Regions from separate parts of the Mus musculus genome. Here region 2 is linked to region 1. The links are chromatin contacts, called in public HiChIP or PLAC-seq maps. All regions are on one chromosome and are shown on one strand. The core of a region is the stretch at or near the end of the contact, and the rest is flanking DNA. Distances in the headings are between cores, read along the strand shown.

What was found. HiChIP or PLAC-seq counts read pairs in DNA pulled down with a chosen protein or histone mark.
Region 2: a FOXA1 HiChIP or PLAC-seq map of pancreatic cancer cells shows a contact between it and region 1. The contact joins the enhancer-like site here to the promoter of Cbx2 in region 1. A contact is called at or near these places in 9 of 39 promoter capture datasets (the 3T3-L1 cell line, 3T3-L1-derived adipocytes, the C10 cell line and 5 more), 11 of 115 datasets of contacts at active chromatin or transcription factors (acute myeloid leukemia, bone marrow-derived macrophages, cardiomyocytes and 7 more) and 3 of 9 other capture datasets (adipose tissue, liver and pancreatic islet).

Annotation. Positions count from the first base shown.
Region 1 is chr11:119,021,702-119,025,242 of GRCm38.p6, reverse strand. Cbx2 (chromobox 2) reads right to left here and starts at 2,222. Exons shown (of 5, transcript NM_007623.3): 1 at 2,063-2,222; 2 at 1,942-1,985; 3 at 1,003-1,068. The coding sequence starts at 2,134. Gm35829 (a long non-coding RNA gene) reads left to right here and starts at 1,404. Exons shown (of 3, transcript XR_389218.4): 1 at 1,404-1,970.
Region 2 is chr11:119,164,833-119,168,048 of GRCm38.p6, reverse strand. The region is part of intron 3 of Tbc1d16 (TBC1 domain family, member 16); the gene reads left to right. Among named protein-coding and RNA genes, the nearest start is that of Mir6934, 12 kb to the right of the region's middle. Within about 2 kb of position 1,813, at least 90 of the 459 cell types and tissues checked have an H3K27ac peak or open chromatin away from gene starts, as enhancers often do. A contact at or near this core is called in bone marrow-derived macrophages, pancreatic cancer cells and pre-B cells, where this site is marked.

The DNA.
Region 1 (3,541 bases), core at 973-3,472:
GCTGAGCTGGACACCTGATTCTCCATTGTGGCTCTGACTTCTCTTTAACACAGCATCTCCTCACTGACAGCCAGAAGTTAACAGCCAGCTCCTAGTGTCCAGAGCATGTGCTTCCTCCCACTGCATATCCCTTTGCCTCAGGATCATGCTTCACCAGCCAAGCTGGTTTCCCATCTGCTCAAGTGCCCCACCCCCACCCCCAGCTTCTCCAGGAGCAGCAGCTGCAGGTTTGTATGAGTAGCACCTGGCCCAAGGGTGCCACCTCAATCACAGAGAAACATACCAGCTCTACACAGTGCCAAGCTGGCTCCTGTGAGGACCAAGCCATCAGTCTAACAGGCGAGGATGTTGCTTGCTATCTATCCATCCGTTTCCAAAGGAATCCGAGCAGGCTCAAGCACTCACACATCCTGCCAAAACTTATCCCTTTCCCACTCCTGTAACACTGAGAAACACAGGCTGGGCTACCAGAGAACAAGCTCGCTCGACTGACCTCAGCTGGGGAGGTTTCTGAGCAGACATTCATCTGCTTTATGGACAGAGGCATTGCAGAGGGAAGGTGCCGGTGAAACCCACCTCCCTGTCCCCCAGCCCAACATGCCCTTCCCAACACCATCTCACAGGATCCTTATCTCAATGAGTCGTGCCCCCCCCCCCACCCCGAGGCGGGACGTAAGAACTGTAATTACAGAAGTGACCTCAGCACTTTCAAGGCTTGGGCAAAACATCAAACACATGACTTTGCACTCTGGGCCCTCCCTCTCCTGCACCATGGCACACGCACACCGTGGCAGGGGCAGAGGTGTGCTTTTTACAACAAGCTTCCAGCTTCAAGTGCTATTAGTGCCGACCAAAAGCTACTCCACAGAAAAGGCCAAGAGAAACCAGAGGCTGTCTGTGAGGCCTTAAAGTGCTCCACCACAGGCTTCCCCACACCACAGCCCCAGGCCACTGTGTCACCAGCCAATTCCACCCAACTCTCCCCTCCTCCAGAGTTCTCACTTCTTCTGGAAGGCTAGGAGCAGCCTCGGGTCCAAAATGTTCTCTTCTGGCTCCCAGCTGTTGTGTCTGGAAAAGCAAAGCAAAGGGGGGTGGGCGGGCTGGTGAGCAGCATCCAGGTGGGCTGCCGGGGACAGCTCCCACAGCCCCGCTGGGACAAGGGGCACTGCGGCAGAGGCTGTCCTCTGAGGTCTTAGAAGTCCTTAAAGTTAGTTAGCATCCCAGCCTCAAACCCACAGGCAAACTGCCACCTCAAACCCCAGCAGGCCAGGAGAGGACTCGACAGTCTACACTGGGAGGAAAACAAACCCCAACAAAGAGCAAAGCTGCCGAGGGAATCCCCTGGGCCTGGCCCGGAGCCAGGGAGGGGAGGGAAGGCAGGTAGGGGAGGGGGAGCCGGGGGGCACAGACGGAACAAAGTGGAGGATACCACCGAGAGCGCGGGCAGGGCACCGGGTTTGGGGAGTGGTATCTGGAGGGGATGGGGCTCAGGAAGGAGGGTGGCGGGGCAGCTACAAAGGAAGCCCTTTCCGGAGAAGGCCGGGTCCCCGTCCCTCATTGAGAAGAAAGCAAGCTCGGGCCGGGGGTAGGAGTAGGTGGGGGAGCCCTCCCACCAGTAGGAAGCTCAGGTTACAGCAGGATAACTTGGGCAAGGGGAGGGGGCCCGCGTCCCGCGCCAGCCGCGGCCAGCTCCTGGGCGGGGGCGCATGCAACAAATGGGCGCCAGAAGCGCGCGGCGCGGAGGCGGGCCGGGCTCCAGGGACTCGGGGCTGGAGGCCGCCCTGCTCGCTCCCCGTGGGCTCGTAAACAAAGGGCAGCGCCAGTCGGCCAGAGTCCTCTGGGTCCCGAGGCACAGGACTTCCCGCCCGGGCCTGCGATGCGAGGGTTCCCACCCAGGCCGGGAGGCGCGCGCGGGAAGGCGGCCGCGCACCGGAGACTCACTTGGAGGACCAGCCGCGCCACTTGACCAGGTACTCCAGCTTGCCCTGCGGAGAGATAAGAGCGGGCGGTTAGCCCCGCAGAGCGCCAGGCGCACGCGGGGAGCGGGCGGGGGCTCACGCACCTTGCGGAGCCGCTTGCTCAGGATGCACTCGGCGGCGAAGACCTGCTCGCCCACGCTGCTCAGCTCCTCCATGCCGCCGCCCGCCGCGGCCCGCGCCCCGCAGACCCCGGCTCACTGCTGCACACAAAGCGCCGCCCCCGCCGCGCCCCGCCCCGCGCACGCGCGCCGGAGTCGCCCGCGCTGCTCTACCCGCAGCCGCCGGGCCAATAGGCGCGCCGGGCGCGCGGGGCGGGGCGCGCATTGTTCGTGGTAGCCGCGGCGGGGACCAGTCCGTGGGGTTGGGCGCTCTCTGCACTGTGTCGGGAGGCTGCGTGCTCCGGGAATCCTGGGGTCCGGCCGCTCCGGATCGCAGGTCCCTGCGGAAAGCTATTGTTTGGCCAGAGGGCGGCGAAGCGGGGAGCACGCGGCGCTTCTTGCCCCCGCCAGTGAGGGGCGCTGCTCCCCACTAGTCCTCTACCAGTCAGGGGTACAAAAAGAGTGGAAAAGTACGGGGTTCGGGAGGGGACACCGAAAAAGGAGCCTCGAAACTCTACTTAAGGTTGTAGATGAAAAATTCAGGTCACTGGAAGAAGACTGAACTCCGAACTCTTAACTAAAGAGTTGTGAAAATGGGACCTAGTTCCCCGACTTTTAGTACGCGCGTGGGGACACAACCAACTTGATTTTTTTCTTAGTTTATTTCACGATTTTGGTGACGTCGACGTGGGCCAGAGGGATCGGTGTGCAGACTTGGGTGTAACTGGATTCTTGTCACTGCTTGCTAGCTCTGCTAGTAAAGTCCTTTGGATCAATTTCCAGGGGTGGCCCCGGTCCTCCCAGGTCGCCATGGCTTAGGCGCCCTACCCATTTATTTTCCCGCTCAGACATAAATTCCGTTGAACAGTCTCCTTTGTAAGTTTTGAAGCGAGTCAAGCACATGATGAAAGAAGCGTTCTCTCATTTAATAAAGCAGAATCCAATGAAAATTCGCTTTCTGGTTTTGCCTCTTTCTTGAACAGGCTGCGAATCCAAAGTCACACCTTTGTAGGACCTTGTCTTCACGTAACCGTGAACCTATTTATGAAGGAGTAATATCTTTTGGTTGTAAAGCTTTCTGCCCTAAGAAACGAATATCGGGAAACCACTGGGTTTTAGGGTATTCTTCAGTTTAGTTGGTTGGTTAAATCTGCTTTGGAAAGAGCTCGCAGCTGTTTGCAGAGGGGGCAGGGAAAGAGACATTTTTTTTCCTTCTTTTTTCCTTCTTGAGAGCGCAATGATTGCTCATTTAGGTGCTTGGTGCAGTAGTGGATGAAGCAAGGGGGAAGAGAGCCGCTGAAGTCTCCCAGACAGCTCTTTTTGTCCCTGTTCAGATCAGCTGGGCAGTAAATGGTTGCGCTGTACAAAGGTGTGCTTATTGTAATCCTATAAATAGCTGGATCCATTTCAACTGCTGCTTGCGCTTCGGGATTCTATGGGGTGTCACATTTACTGTTAGAATCT
Region 2 (3,216 bases), core at 564-3,063, 140 kb before region 1:
TCTTCCAAATCCTCTCGTGTTCCCATGTCCATTTTGGTATCAACCCATGGGTGTCTGTGCAAGGCAGCTGAGACTTGCTACAGTATTGCTTTGTTTCTGGATGGATTCTGGGTACCTCCATCACCCAGAATGGAGCCTTCCCCAGATTGTTGTAGACCATGCCTGGTCACACTTTGGCCTCCCCTTCCTGGTCCCCAGAACTGTGAAGATTAACTCTTGTGGTTTTGAGCCGGGTCTGCTGGCCATTTCTAACCATGACCCTAGGAAACATTGTGGAACCTTCGGGTGTCAGGCCAAGGGGCAGGGTTACTGGTGACCAAGGTGACAGACAGGAGGCCATTTCTCGGCTGAGTGTGCAGGATGATGTGGGGAGTGGTGGGCTCTGGGGTCTTCTTTCAGGACAGACGTGTCATTTGGGCAGGATCGGCTCCTCTCCTGAGTGGAGAGTCTCCTGAGCTATGTGGTCATTCATCCTGTATTGCCATTTACCTGTGACATTCTTGCTATCATTAGTCCATGAGCAGGGTTAGCAAAGCCTCACTCAGTCTGGTGGGCTGGAGAATGACAGCCATGGGGACAGCTAGTGTCTCTATACCCCTCCCCCTTCTTTTTTCTTCATCTGAGACAAGGTCTCCTGTAGCCCAGGCTGACCTTGAACTTGTTATGTAGCCAAGGATGACTCCTGATCCTCCTGCCTCCAGCTTCCCCAGTGCTGGGATAGACCGTTCCCTTTCCTTCTTTTCTGAATTACCATTTTACTTTCTAATATAAACGGAAATTCAGGATTCATGGAAGAACAAACAACAAAGATAAAAATGTAGCAGGTTGGCGTGGTGGTCTTGATAATCAAACTGATACACTACGCCTATCAGGAAATCTGAAAAAAAAAAAAAAAAGAAAAAAAGAACATGGTGAGAGCAAACTTTAATTGTGCCATCTAGAAATGTCCGTTATTATAACATCCATAGCATGAGTATATGGATTAAATCTGTAAGGTATGTTTTATATGATGTCATATTGACAGCACTGAACATCATGTTCTTCATTTGATGTATATACTATGAACCTTTTTTTCCTAGTTATTAAATACTTTTATGAAACATTTTATAGCAACTGAATGGAATGGGGTCCTATGACCTTACCAAGCCCGTCTGGTAGTGACACTGAGCTGGTATTGGTGTGTGTCTAAAGCCTCCACGGTGGCTCAGGGGTCAAGCTCTTGCCACTCTGGCACAGGACCCAAGTTTGGTTCCCAGCACCCATGTCAGACAGCTCACAACTGCCTGTGACTCCAGCTCCGGGGTAACTGATGCTCTTTTTGACCTCAGCAGGCAGTGGATTCACACACACACACACACACACACACACACACCCCTAATTAAAAATAAATTAAATCCGAGCTGGGGAGATGGTTTAATAGTTAAGACCCAGGTTTGATTCCCAGTACCTACAGGGCAACTCACAACCATCTTTAACTCCAGTTCCAGGAGATCCAATGCCTTCTTCTGGCCTCTGAGGGCTTCACCCGTACATATGATGCACAGGCATGCATGCAGGCAGAACACTCCTACATGCATACAGGCAGAACACTCCTATACAAAAAATAAAAGGTAACAATAAGTAAAGTTTTAAGAAATAAAAAAAAGAATCTATCCCAAAAGCTCCACTGGATAGTAACTGCTGTTCAGTAGTGCTTGCGTGTCCAACACATGCAGTTTGGCCAGTGTTGGCGAGTATGGTGCATCGCTGAGCAGCCTTACCACAGCTCAGACAGGAAGCGCTGTCTCTGCGTCTGGTACCCCTCCCGGTCCTGCCCTGCGTGACTCACCTGCACCCTAGCAACAGTGACACGGAGTGAGCCAGAGACACAAGCCACAAAAGGAAAGAAGACAGATCAGAATTCGAAATGTGTGTGTGTGTGTGTGTGTGTGTAAGTTGGTACATCAAACACAATGCAAAAACGAAACCCACAGAATGCACAATGGAAAATAAACTTAGAAATCACACATCTAGTTAAGAGATTGATATCCAGGATATATAGACTTTCTAAAGTCCCCAAATGAGACGTTTCCCCAAAGATACTCAAACAGGTAGCAAGCAGGAGGGCAGGTGTCACTGAGGAAAGCTACCCAAAGCTGCAGGGAGAGGACCCCAGGCTCTGCATGGCTGTGGTAAACCAGAGGAGACCATTACAAGGGTTGGTGGGAATGCAGAGAAAGCAGAACCTTGTGTCGTGTGGGTGGGGTGAACACAGCTCCCACTTCTGTGGGAGATGGGGGTGGGGGGCACTTCCTCAGAAAAACCTAAAAACAATGATTTAGAAATTCCTCTTCAGGGCTTGTAACCAAAAGGTCAGCTAGCAGAGATTCGAGGGGGTGCTCGTGTTAAAGAAGCATCAGGACACAGTGGACAGGCAGACAGACAGACAGACAGACAAATACGCTGAAGTCTGTCCACTTCGTGGAATGTCGCTCCTCCTTGGAGAGCCTTGGAGACCACGTGCTCAGTGAAACACTCCAGTCACAGAAGGGCGAGCGCTGCATCCGCCACCTGGATGAGGCCCTTGGGGCAGCCAAGTTCACGTACACAGAGCATAGGATGATGTTGCAGGGATCTAGACGGCAGGGAAGTGCCAAAGAATTTCATTGATATCACAGCACCTCTGTTGTATACAACCAGTGTTCCGGGGGAGGCAGAGAGTGGCTGCATGGTTCTGTGATTCACTCTGTACCGCTGAACACTACTCTCAAAGATGATTAAGCCAGGGGCCTGGAGGGGTGGCTTTTGTGATTAAGAGCACTGGCTGTTCTTGCAGAAAACCTGGGTTCAATTCCTGGCACCCATATAGCTGTTCACAGCTGGCTGTAACTCTTGTTCTAGGGGATCCAGTGCCCTTTCCTGACCTCTTTGGGAGGCAAGCATGCAGTGTGCAACTATACATGCAGGCAAAAGACATGTACACATAAAATTATATTTAAAAATCTAAAAAATGCTTAATTCAGGGAATTTGATATTTTGGGAAGTCAGGCCCATTTGTACAGACCTGTGGTCCTAGCTACTCAGGAGGCTGAGACAGGGGAATTGAAACTGCAAAATAGCCTATAAAACTCAGTAAGACTCTGCCCCAAGTAAAAAGTAAAAAGAGGGCTGGGGTATAGCTCCCTGTTAGAGCTTGCCTAAGAATGTGGATCCAGTCCCCAGTAAAACATTCTCACG